2 separate regions of the Salmo salar genome follow, and region 2 is linked to region 1. A link is a contact called in public Hi-C data. All regions are on one chromosome and are shown on one strand. Each heading gives the region's core, a stretch centred on a gene start, on an enhancer-like site or on the middle of the called end of the contact. The rest is flanking DNA. Distances are from core to core; before and after follow the strand shown. Region 1 overlaps LOC106599248 (apoptosis regulator Bcl-2). Region 2 holds the start of LOC106599248 (apoptosis regulator Bcl-2).

Region 1 (6,694 bases), core at 1,254-3,753:
GACAGATGCTGACACTAAGACTGCACTCAGTCATCTGTATAAGGAAATAGGCAAACAGGAAACCGCTCACCCAGAGGTGGCACTCCTAGTGGCCAGAGACTTTAATGCAGGGAAACTTAGATCAGTTCTACCTAATTTCTATCAACATGTTAAATGTGCAACCAGAGGGAAAACAATTCTAGATCACCTGTACTCCACACACAGAGACGCGTACAAAGCTCTCCGTCGCCCTCCATTTGGTAAATCTGACCACAATTCTATCCTCCTGATTCCTGCTTACAAGCAAAAATGAAAGCAGGAAGCACCAGTGACTCGGTCTATAAAAAAGTGGTCAGATGAAGCAGATGCTAAGCTACAGGACTTATTTGCTATCACAGACTTGAATATGTTCTGGGATTCTTCCGATGGCATTGAGGAGTACACCACATCAGTCACTGTCACTGGCTTTATCAATAAGTGCATCGAGGATGTTGTCCCCACAGTGACTGTACGTACATACCCCAACCAGAAATCATGGATTACAGGCAACATTCACACTGAGCTAAATTATAGAGCTGCCACTTTCAAGGTGCGGGACTCTAACCCAGAAGCTTATGAAAAATCTTGCTATGCCGTCCAACGACCAACGTCCATCGAACAGGCAAAGCGACAATACAGGGCTAAGATTGAATCGTACTACACCGGCTCCGACGCTCGTCTTATGTGGCAGGGCTTGCAAACTATAACAGACTACAAAGGGAAGCACAGCCGCGAGCTGCCCAGTGACACGAGCCTACCAGACGAGCTAAATTACTTCTGTGCTCGCTTCGAGGCAAGCAACACTGAGGCATGCATGAGAGCATCAGCTGTTCCGGACAACTGTGTGATCACGCTCTCCGTAGCCGACGTGAGTAAGACCTTTAAACAGGTCAACATACACAAGGCTGCGGGGCCAGACGGATTAACAGGACGTGTGCTCCGGGCATGTGCTGACCAACTGGCAGGTGTCTTCACTGACATTTTAAACATGTCCCTGATTGAGTCTGTAATACCAACACGTTTCAAGCAGACCACCACAGTCCCTGTGCCCAAGAACACTAAAGCAACCTGCCTAAATGGCTACAGACCCATAGCACTCACGTCCGTAGCCAGAAACCCTAGACCCACTCCAATTTGCATACCGCCCAAACAGATCCACAGATGATGCAATCTCTATTGCACTCCACACTGCCCTTTCCCACCTGGACAAAAGGAACACCTACGTGAGAATGCTATTCATTGACTACAGCTCAGTGTTCAACACCATAGTGCCCTCAAAGCTCATCACTAAGGTAAGGATCCTGGGACTAAACACCTCCCTCTGCAACTGGACCCTGGACTTCCTGATGGGCCACCCCCAGGTGGTGAGGGTAGGTAGCAACACATCCACCACGCTGATCCTCAACACTGGAGCCCCTCAGGGTTGCGTGCTCAGTCCCCTCCTGTACTCCCTGTTCACTCATGACTGCATTGCCAGGCACGACTCCAACACCATCATTAAGTTTGCTGATGAGACAACAATGGTAGGCCTGATCACCGACAATGACGAGACAGCCTATAGGGAGGAGGTCAGAGACCTGGCCGGGTGGTGCCAGGTCTCTGATTGTGGACTACAGGAAAAGGAGGACTGAGCACGCCCCCATTCTCATCGACAGGGCTGTAGTGGAGCAGGTTGAGAGCTTCAAGTTCCTTGGTGTCCACATCACCAACAAACTAGAATGGTCCAAACACACCAAGACAGTCCTGAAGAGTGCACGACAAAGCCTATTCCCCCTCAGGAAACTAAAAAGATTTGGCATGGGTCCTCAGATCCTCAAAAGGTTCTACAGCTGCAACATCGAGAGCATCCTGACTGGTTGCATCACTGCCTAGTACGGCAACTGCTCAGCCTCCGAACGCAAGGCACTACAGAGGTTAGTGTATATGGCCCAGTACATCACTGGGGCTAAGCTGCCTGCCATACAGGACCTCTACACCAGGCAGTGTCAGAGGAAGGCCCAAAAAATTGTCAAAGACCCCAGCCACACCAGTCATAGACTGTTCTCTACTACCGCATGGCAAGCAGTACCGGAGCTCCAAGTCTAGGACCAAAAGGCTCTTCAACTGTTTTTACCCGCAGGCCATAAGACTCCTGAACAGGTAATCAAATGGCTACCCGGACTATTTGCATTGTGCCCCCCAACCCCTCTTTTACACTGCTGCTACTCTCTGTTTATCATATATGCATAGTCACTTTAGCTATACATTCATGTAAATACTACCTCAATTAGCCCTACTAACCGTTGCCCCTGCACATTGGCTACCTGGACTATCTGCATTGTGTCTCGCCAACCCATCTTTTACGCTACTGCTACTCTCTGTTTATCATACATGCATAGTCACTTTAACCATACTTACATGTACATACTACCTCAATCAGCCTGACTGACCGGTGCCTGTAAATAGCCCCGCTATTGTTATAGCCTCGCTACTGTTATAGCCTCGCTACTGTTATTTGTCTCTGTCTTTTTACTGTTGTTTTTATTTCTTTACTTATCTATTGTTCACCTAATACCATTTTTTTTACTTAACAATTGCGCTGTTGGTTAAAGCCTGTAAGTAAGCATTTCACTGTAAGGTCTACACCTGTTGTGTTCGGCGCACGTGACAAATAAACGTTGATTTGATTTGATCAACGAGGGGGGAGAGGGGCATTTAAGGAGACAGAGAATGACCTACATGCCTTTTTAATTAGCTCCTTTTTAATTTTGTGCTCATTTCAGCAACAACAAAGAAAATGCTAACAATGACAACAATAGGAGAAATGTCTGTTGGTTTAGTGAACAGTATCTGGCTAGGAATGGTTGTGTGTTTTGATAACAGAGCACCTAAAGTGAAGAAACTGCTGATCTGATCCTGACTCTCAATGGCCCCTGGCCTCAGGAATGCTACAGGAAAGGAAAGGGGGAGAGAAGAGGGAGGCAGGAAATACTTTTGTCTTCCGTAGCCATTTGAAATAGATTGCCTTTTTTAGTCATCCTGTGAGGCTTGGTTTGCTTTACTGGAAATATTCTCTTACACTCCCTAACACTGTGACACTGTTCATAGAAGATGGCCCAGTTTATCTTTCTATTTGATCAAGGGCAATTTTGAAACAAACATATATTTGTCTTGCTCTACAAATAGTAAATAACATAATTTGTGTAGGTAAATGTAGCCTTGATCTAATCGAGACGGACTGAAAAGAATTTGGCCCTCAGGGGACTAATAATGTAGAATTGAATTGAATTGAACTTAACAATTGAATTCACCCATAATCAGGTTACCAGCCAAACTACAGTAGTACTCCACTATTGAGGTGATGGGTGTGCATTTTGTACCTATAATCCATTGTATCTCAAATTAATTGTTTATATGATTATCAATGTTAAGGCAGTCTAGGGTTAGGGTTAGTGCTACTGCTGTAACGACAATGTATTACCGGTCTAGGGTTTAGGGACTTACTATAGGGCAGGGGCATAAACAACATGGCCCCCCTTCAGCTCTGAGGAAAACACTACAATATCATGTTTCCTGCACCCCCCAACCCTCAGACCCCTCCTATATCCAATGGTGCACTCCTTCTTGGGTTGACCAGTTTGATACAGGTTAATCAACACCAACCATTTATGGGGTCTTCAAGGGGGGATCTCTATACTCTAACTTCCCATCTAGCTGTTCTCACTGTCAAGGCCTGAAGGCTTCTAAATGGACATCTTGATTTCCTCATACAGCAGCACATGGGCCATAAATACATTAAGCCAGGGTGAATATTCTACTGTACACGATAAGGACATATGGGATCGTTTTATAACAGGCTGTATTCATTGAGATTATGGAGAAGCAGTTGCACCGGTAACAGACTGTTGTAGGACCGTGAAGCATCTATGGAGCATCACAGCTGTTATGCTGTGTTTTCCATTAATGAATGACCATATACAGTGTACTGTAGCTTGCATCAAGACATCAATAGGACGCAGTGTATGTTTTCATGTGGAGTGTTTGTCTTGGGTTGTGTCCATGAGTACTCTAGGGTGTGTGTGTGCGTTCATTCGTGTGTGTGTGTTGTGTTTATGAGGGGCCCTCAGAGTTTTGCGGGGGTGAGCACGAGGGGTGTTACGGGTGTGAGGGGAGCTGGTTTGAAATGGATCTGGCTTCCTGCATGTAATAACACTGGAGTTGGATGGCATCCAAGGGGGTTTAGATATGCAGGCACTTCCAAAGGAGACCCCCCAGCTAGCTTTGAACACAAGAATACACACACACTGCTTGTATTAACTCTGTCTCTCTCTCTGTCTCTCTCTCTCAGGAGGCCTTTGTTGAGCTCTATGACAGACAGAGGGACTCTGTGTTCTGTTCGTGGCCATCCATCAAGACCGTCTTCGGCCTGGCTGCACTGGGGGCCGCAAGCCTTACCATTGGAGCATACCTTACACAGAAGTGAAGGAGTTCTCGTTTTCTCTCCCTCTTTTTTTGTACTCCCTTTTGCTACTTTCTCTTTTCAAAGGCAGCCCTGCCCCCTCCGAGACGATCCCGAATCCCCAACCTGCATGTCTTCAAAGCCTCTCTCTTTCTCTTTCTCTCCCTGTTCTCGAAAAAACTCCCTCTTTCTTAACCCTCACTTCAAAAACAAAGATGCAAATCAAACAACAGCAGGAAACAGAGTCACTGCCCACACAGAAGAAAACATGTAATGAAAGCCGCGCCGTTTAACTGTAATCACAGAAAGATTGGAGAGACAACTGAGGGCTTGACAAGAGAGGAGAGGAGGGGCGGGTTTGGCATGTGTCGTTTTTGTTCGGACTACTAGTTGTAGCATGAAACCTTTGTGTGCTCGTGTAGATTTGTGTAGCATGTGTCGGTGTGGCAAAAGAAAGCATATATTGCACCTCAGGCCTCCCTTGAAGGATTTACTAATAGGAGTGCAAGGACATTGATGATTCAACCGCTTGCACCAAGGTGATGGCCCCGACCCAGGTTGTTAGGGCGAGGAGCCCTTTTTGAACTGTGTGCACTCTGTGTACCCCCTTCAACCCACCTTCAAAGGACTTCCTCCACACAACAGCAGCTCTGAATGTATAATGGGAGGAGTTCGCCGCTAACCAGAACGGTGTGTCTCTCCACCCACCGCTTCTACACTGCAATATACCTGGAGCATCACTCAACTCTGAACACACAGCATCGTTATACATACATGTATAGATACAAGGTCTCATCAGAACGTCATCTAGGTGCCACAGATGCAGCTTGCTCTGCAGAGATCTGAGAGAGAGCTGTTGGACTGTGGATTGGAGACTCTTTTTTTGCATTTGACCCATATGAAATGTAATAAGAGAGGATAGAGGGAGGCATTGAAGAGAGGATAAAGGGAGGCATTGAAGGAGTGAAAAGCAGGTTAGTTCTAGCGTTTGGCAGCCCAAACCCCTGTTTTATCAATCAAATCAATCAATCAAATGTATTAATAAAGCCCTTTTTACATCAGCCAACGTCACAAAGTGCTGTACAGAAACCCAGCCTAAAACCCCAACAGCAAGCAATGCAGGTGTAGAAGCACGGTGGCTTGGAAAAACTCCCTAGGAAGGCCAGAACCTTGGAGGAAACCTAGAGAGGAACCAGGCTCTGAGGGGTGGCCAGTCCTCTTCTGGCTGTGCCGGGTGGAGATTATAACAGAACATGGCCAAGATGTTCAAACGTTCATAGATGACCAGCAGGGTCAGATAATAATAATCAGATGTTACTGACAGAAAGTGAAAAATATGATCCCACCTAGCTGGGTTTCTGGCTTAGTCGAGATCAGAGAGGGATAGAGGGAGAGAGGTAAATACAGAGAAAGAAAGAGAACGTGTGAGAAATAAAAAGAGGGAGCAGAGAAGAGAGTCATTGTGGGTACAGAGAAAGAGAACAAGGAGTTTTAGGAACAGACAATGCTTGGGGACAAACACAAGAGGTGGATTCATTCCATAGGTTCAGTGACAGTGAGCCTCCCTCCCCAGAAGCTAGACACACCACTACAGCCACTACAGCCTGCAGGAAGAACTGACTCCCCCAGAAAGGCATGGATCAGTTTGGCCTCACGTCACTCCCTCACTGTGTCAGCATTTTGGATGTCTCTGGCTGCCTCTCTTTGTAGTACTCTTTATCTTTCTCTCTATCTCTCTTGGTTTCTCTCTCCCCCTTGCCTGTACAGTATGTCTGACCAGAATTCATGGCCTCACCCAAGCCAAGCCACTGCTATAAGGGGACTGAACCAAACCGCCAATTCTTCTAGAACATGTGTCCTCCAGCTGCTGCTGTTGCTGGGCTCTTAGCTAGGGGACAAAGAGGCCCTCCCCACAGGCCACGTTAATGGTTGATTCCACATTTAGGACGACCATGTTGGAGACACAGTAAATCCCAGTGTGCACCTCTCACAGTATCTCGAACCGTATCAAACTCTCACAGCAAGAAAAATCTCTGTTGGACACAAAGACTCTGTACTGTGTTGGAGTGAAGTGGTGTCCATTGTATGCACAGTAACTGAGATATTTGAGCACCCTTTGTGAGGTTGGCACCTGCTGGCACAGAGCACAACATCTCTTCAGAGTAAACAATCATTTCCAATAATGTTTTATGTGTTTGTCTAGCGTCTCGGAAAAGCTTAGGGCTTTATTCAATCCGT
Region 2 (6,694 bases), core at 1,455-3,954, 54 kb before region 1:
CAATACTTTTGTATTTGTTTTTGTATTTATTATGTTAAGGCCAATATACAATTTTCAAAACATTACAATACATTCATAACAGATTTCACAACACACTAAGTGTGTGCCCTCAGGCCAATACTCCACTAACACATATCTATAACACATCTGTTTTTTAAAACTGATTATACTGCTTGCATAAGTTACCTGATGTGGAATAGAGTTCCATGTAGTCATGGCTCTATGTAGTGCTGTGCGCCTCCCATAATCTGTTCTGGACTTGGGGACTGTGAAGAGACCTCTGGTGGCATATCTTGTGGGGTATGTATGCGTGTCTGAGCTGTGTGCTAGACAGACAGCTCGGTGCTTTCAACATGTCCACTTTGAGCCAGGAGAGATTGACATGCATATTATTAATGTTTGCTCTCTGTGTATTTCCAAGGGCCAGCCGTGCTGCAGTGTTCTGAGCCAATTGCAATTTTCCAAAGTCCCTCTTTGTGGCACCTGACCACACGAATGAACAGTAGTACAGGTGCGACAAAACTAAAGCCTGTAGGACCTGCCTTGTTGATAGTGCTGTTAAGAAGGTAGAGCAGCGCTTTATTATGGACAGACTTCTCACCATCTTAGCTACTGTTGTATCAATATGTTTTGACCATGACAGTTTATAATCCAGGGTTACTCCAAGCAGTTTAGTCACCTCAATTTGGTCAATTTACACATTATTTATTACATGATTTAGTTGAGGTTTAGGGTTTAGTGAATGATTTGTCCCAAATACAATGCTTTTAGTTTTTGAAATATTTAGGACTAACTTATTCCTTGCCACCCATTCTGAAACTAACTGCACATCTTTGTTAAGTGTTGCAGTCATTTCAGTCGCTGTAGTAGCTGACGTGTATAGTGTTGAGTCATCTGCATGCATAGACACACTGGCTTTACTCAAAGCCAGTGATATGTCGTTAGTAAAGATTGAAAAAAGTAATGGGCCAAGACAGCTGCCCTGGGGAATTCCTGATTGTACCTGGATTATGTTGGAGAGGCTTTCAATAAAGAACTCCCTCTGTGTTCTGATAGACAGGTAACTCTTTATCCACAATATAGCAGGGGATGTAAAGCTATAACACAAACGATTTTCCAGCAGCAGACTGTGATCGGTAATGTCAAAAGCTGAAGTGTAACAAAACAGCCCCCACAATCATTTCATCATCAATTTCTCTCAGTAATTTGTGTAAGTGCTGTGCTTGTTGAATCTCCTTCCCTATAAGTGTGTTGAAAGTCTGTTGTCAATTTGTTTACTATAAAATAGCATTCTATCTGGCCAGTTTAAAAACAAAATGTTCTATGGGTTGGTAACAGGCTGATTGGTCTGCTATTTGAGCCAGTAAATGGGACTTTACTATTCTTAGTAAGCAGGAATGACTTTTGCTTCCCTCCAGCCCTGAGGGCACACACTTTCTTGTAAGCTTAAATTGAAGATATGGCAAATAGGGGTGGCAATATCATCTGCTATTATCCTCAGTAATTTGCCATCCAAGTTGTCAGACACGGTGCATTGTCATTGTTGATAGACAACAATAATTTTTTCACTTCTTCCACACTCACTTTATGGAATTCAAAATTATAATTCTTGTCTTTCATAATTTGGTCAGGTATACTTGGATGTGTAGTGTCAGCGTTTGTTGCTGGCATGTCATGCCTAAATGTGCTAATCTTGCGGTTGGCAATATCAGTCAGTTTTGTGATGAACGAACCATCTGATTCAATGAATGATGGAGCTGAGTTTGCCTTTTTTCCCAAAATGTCATTGAAGGTGCTCCAAAGCTTTTTTACTATCATTCTTTATGTAATTTACCTTTGTTTCATAGTGTAGTTTCTTCTTCTTTTTAGTCACATGATTTCTCAATTTGCAGTACATTTGTCAATTGGTTGTGCAGCCAGACTTATTTGCCATTCCTTTTGCCTTTACAATATTTCAATTCCTCATCAATCCACAGGGATTTAACAGTTTTTACAGTCATTTTCTTAATGGGTGCATGCTTATTAGTAACTGGGATAAGCAATTACATAAATGTGTCAAGTGCAATGTCTGTTTGCTCCTCATTACACACCACGGACTAACAAATATTCTTTACATCAACAACATAGGAATCACTACAAAACCTCTTGTATGACCTCTTATACACTATATTAGGCCCAGCCTTTGGAACTTTGGTTTTACTCGATATGGCTACTATATTGTGATCACTACATCCAATGGATCTGGATACTGTTGATGATTTCATTCAATACTTATTTACTCAAGATATTTCAGCTTTTCATTTTTAATTAATTTGTAAAAATGTCTAAAAACATAATTCCACATTGACATTATGGGGTATTGTGTGTAGGCCTGTGACACAAAATCTAAATTTAATCAGGCTTTTAAACTTAAATTTTAAACTTCAAAATTTGGAAAAAGTCAGGGGATGTTCCAGCAGAGAGACCCACATAGTTTCTGTAATTAAGTACCGGCAGTGTCTGCTGTGGCAGGAGGGAAAGTGCAAGTTACTTGAAAAATATCTAATCTCTCAATGTTCATCTCAAAGTGCACCAAATTCATGCATTTAGCTCTTGAAATTCCTTATTTTTTACCGGGGTAGAATGCCCCCGGATCCCCCTACTGGCTTTGGGCTAAGCCCCTAATGTCTTCAAATCCTAGAAACGCCCCTGACACAAGAAATACCTCACCAGCACAGCAGCAAAGAGTGTACAACAGGCAGCAATTGTGGGATACATTCCTCACTCAAAACGTCTCTCTGAATGCGTAAAACGCCGCTGGAATAGTTTTCTGTATCATATTCTGGATGCATGCGACGTTGACCTTCATATGTAGATTTTCGGTCATGTATTTGTAGTGTACATTATGTGCATATGGAGAATATTTTTTATCTCTTCCGTATTTCTGGCTGTCTAGATTTGGAGTCTACAGAGAAGGGAACTGTCGCCACTTTTTGACCAACGCTTCGAATATTTGTTTTGAGAGCACAATTGGGAACATTTGGAAATTCTGACGTGGTTTATATTTGGACTTTTCACGGTTTCAGCCTAGTTGGGTGAAGGGGCCGTTTTTCAAACCACGCACATCGCTCCCTTTCCAGTGTTTCGTTTTGCACCGTTCAATTGTAGGCGGCTATCCTAAAAACTTGACCAGAACATTTTCTCAGAAATACACTTTTCGTTTGATCTGATGTATTGTGCGATGCAGTGCATATCTACAATTATGATGTATTATTCTTAAAAACGAGGATTTTGGAGGTCATCAGTGGCAATCATAATGGCAAACGACGACAACCGCTTCATAGTGGAAAAGTACATTTGTCACAAACTCTTGAAACGAGGATATGCGTGGGATTTCGAGGATGCCGAGGAGGAGGAAGGTGCCGCTAATAATGGGTCGATGATTTCTCCTCGGCTGGGTTTGGCACGGCGGTGCCACGGGGCCAATAACGCCGGCCCGAGCAGCGTCCCTAGTCTTTCCAAATGGCTCTCCCAACCGGACCCGCATGCAGCTATTCACAGAGTTTTGCGTGAGGCCGGGGATGAACTCGAAAGACTGTACCAGCCCGACTTCGCAGAGATGTCACACCAGCTGTATCTCACATCCTCCACGGCTGAGAGGAGATTTAGAGAGGTGATAGACGAGCTGTTCAGGGATGGGGTTAACTGGGGACGGATTATCGCCTTCTTCGAGTTCGGGGGCACAATATGCGTGGAATGCGTGAACAAGGAGATGACGTCGCAGGTGGATCACATCGCGGTGTGGATGACAGAGTATCTAAATGGACCACTGCTCAGCTGGATTCAGGAGAACGGGGGATGGGTATGTGTAACCTACTGCTTTAGTTTACATTAGCCTACGCATGATGCGGAGGGAACGTCTGGATATGAACGACATAATTGACTAGTCTTCCTGATTTGATGTTCTGGCTGTTTGTCTAGCATGTCTGGCCAATGAAATATTACCGTCGCTGTCACACCTCCCTACGCTCAAACCCGCCTCCGTCGACTGTAGCCATCAGTGGCAGATGCCTTGTAGTTCCAGGGTGGGGGGGTAAATTCCAGGGTGGGGGGGTAAAACCAAACGTTTCACTGCACGTAACCGGTGTATGTGACAATAAAACATATTAAATGTTATTTTGTTTATTTTGTCCTATAGCCTAGGTTATATGCCTGTTATACTGCTGTTATTCACTATACTGCGTTCACTCATAGATGTCTGTGACACACTATCAGCATAGAACTGTCTGTACTGCACACAGAGCGGCTGAGGCACTAGTAGGATAGGATCATTATATCTGTGTAGTTCCACATCCATGGCAGGGCAGAGCAGAACAGACACACGTCAGGGGAAAGGGTGACATCAAGTTAATAGTGTAGGCTACCAGCCCCGGGCGAGACGGGACAAGAGATGAAGACCACTTGTCAGAGATCTACATGACCAAAAAACGATGAGATCCCCATACTAAATCTATACTGTACACACGCACTCACACATTTTGGATACTTGATTTGGATCCACAGTAACACACGAACACACACCAAACACACACACACACACGCACGCACGCACACACACACACACACACACACAGACACACACCACACACACAATGCATTTATCACCAAATATCTGAGTATGCACATCCACCACTACCAGCCACACAACATCCTCTGTTCTGTTTTTCTTTTGTTACTACTATTTCCCCTCTGAAGATGAACAATGTGGCCACCCCTTTACGACTGCTGTCCTCTACAGCTCTACATCTATAAGGCCAAACTGCCAAAAATGTGTCCCTAATTGGCAGAAGTGCTATTAATGATCAAATAACATGCGCTTGCACCGTTTCAGCTATCTAGCCGGAAGCAAGGTGGTAGATGGGGGTGGGTATGGGAGGGGTGAAGGCTAATCAATGATTTATGTGGAGCATTTCATCTCTAAAGGATGGAGCGTTTAACTTTCCCCTTGAGTCTCCTCTGCCCCTGAAGGTGTCAGGTTGTGCCACATATCAAAGGGAAGCAGAGAGGGGGGGCCCCCAGGAGTACAGGGCCACAGACTAGAGCCAGGTTGTATGTTTAACATGTAACGTGCACCCTCCAGTGCATTTCGGTTCAGTTGGAGTCCTTTGGTCTCTTGAAATTTGTGCATGGAATGGTGGATCGGGCTGTGGCTGCTATGTCTGTCTGTGTGTGAGAGGTCTCTGGAGCCTGATATCCGACATCCCAGTCTAACTATGTACTTTTGTATGTAGGTCAGCATAAACAGTAATGTTTCAAGACTGAGGTTGAGACGACGGGGTTTCATGTGCCATATCCATGGGAACTGAAGGGAATCTTTTAATCCAATGGATAATTCAGGATTATGGGAAAGTATATGTAAACAATTTTCTGGGTCATTTTGCCAGGGCTTTGTGATCAGTGGCGAAAATTGCACATCCAAAAAATGTGGTCTCTGATGTGACGTCAGAGGCTGTAGAGAAGTGAGTGAGCTTCACGTCATGCCAGAAAAATGTCACAGAAATTCTGTAAATGTAATATAAATACAAATACTGTTCATGCTAAATTAAGAATGTTGCAGAGATCCAACTGACACACTTGAACAATGCAAACAGACACTATCATAATAGTTTTACTTTTCAGGGGGTGAAATTCCCATATGTTATAATTCAGCTCATGTTATGTGGTGTTCTCAGACATCTTAGGTACAGTGCGTTCGGAAAGTATTCAGACCCCTTGACTTTTTCAACATTGAGTTACGATAAAACCTTATTCTAAAATTGATTAAATAAACATTTTCCTCATCAATCTACACACAATACCCCATAATAGCAAAGTGAAAACAGATTTCTAGACATTTTTGCAAATGTAAAAAAACAAAAACAGAAATACCTTATTTACATCAGTATTGAAACCCTTTTCTATGAGACTTGAAATTGAGCTCAGGTGCATCCTGTTTCTATTGATCATCCTTGAGATGTTTCTACAACTTGATTGGAGTCCACCTGTGGTAAATTCAATTGATTGGACATGATTTGGAAGGCACACACCTGTCTATATTAGGTCCCACATTTGACAGTGCATGTCAGAGCAAAAACCAAGCCACGTGCTCAACGGAATTGTCCGTAGAGCTCCGAGACAGGATTGTGTAAAGGCACAGATCTGGGGAAGGGTACCAAAAAATGTCTGCAGTATTGAAGGTCACCAAGAACATAGTGGCCGCCATCATTCTTAAATAGAAGAAGTTTGGAACTACCAAGACTCTTCCTAGAGCTGGCAGCCCGGCCAAATTGAGCAATCGGGGGAGAAGGGCCTTGGTCAGGGAGGTGACCAAGAACCCAATGGTCACTCTGACAGGGCTTCCAGAAGGACAACCATCTCTGCAGCACTCCACCAATCAGGCCTTCATGGTAGATTGGCCAGACGGAACCAGACCTCAGTAAAAGGCACATGACAGCCCGCTTGGAGTTTTCCAAAGGGCAACTAAAGGACTTTCAGGTCTGATGAATCCAAGATTGAACTCTTTAGCCTGAATGCCAAGCATCACGTCTGGAGGAAACCTGGCACCATCCCTATGGTGAGGTATGGTGGTGGCAGCATCATGCTGTGGAGATGTTTTTCAGTGGCAGGGACTGGGAGACTAGTCAGGATCGAGAGAAAGATGAACGGAGAAAAGTAC

The links. Hi-C and Micro-C count contacts between places; a contact is called where the count stands out from the background.
Region 2: a contact with region 1 is called in a Hi-C map of gill, with 4 times the contacts expected there. The contact joins the promoter of LOC106599248 here to the enhancer-like site in region 1. A contact is called at or near these places in 2 of 3 Hi-C or Micro-C datasets (gill and muscle).

Annotation. Positions count from the first base shown.
Region 1 is chrssa03:28,778,315-28,785,008 of Ssal_v3.1, reverse strand. It overlaps LOC106599248 (apoptosis regulator Bcl-2), which reads left to right. Exons shown (of 2, transcript XM_014190372.2): 2 at 4,346-6,694. The coding sequence ends at 4,480. Among protein-coding and RNA genes, the nearest start is that of LOC106599248, 55 kb to the left of the region's middle. Within about 2 kb of position 2,503, at least 1 of the 13 cell types and tissues checked has an H3K27ac peak or open chromatin away from gene starts, as enhancers often do. A contact at or near this core is called in gill, where this site is marked.
Region 2 is chrssa03:28,832,656-28,839,349 of Ssal_v3.1, reverse strand. LOC106599248 (apoptosis regulator Bcl-2) reads left to right here and starts at 2,704. Exons shown (of 2, transcript XM_014190372.2): 1 at 2,704-3,841. The coding sequence starts at 3,296.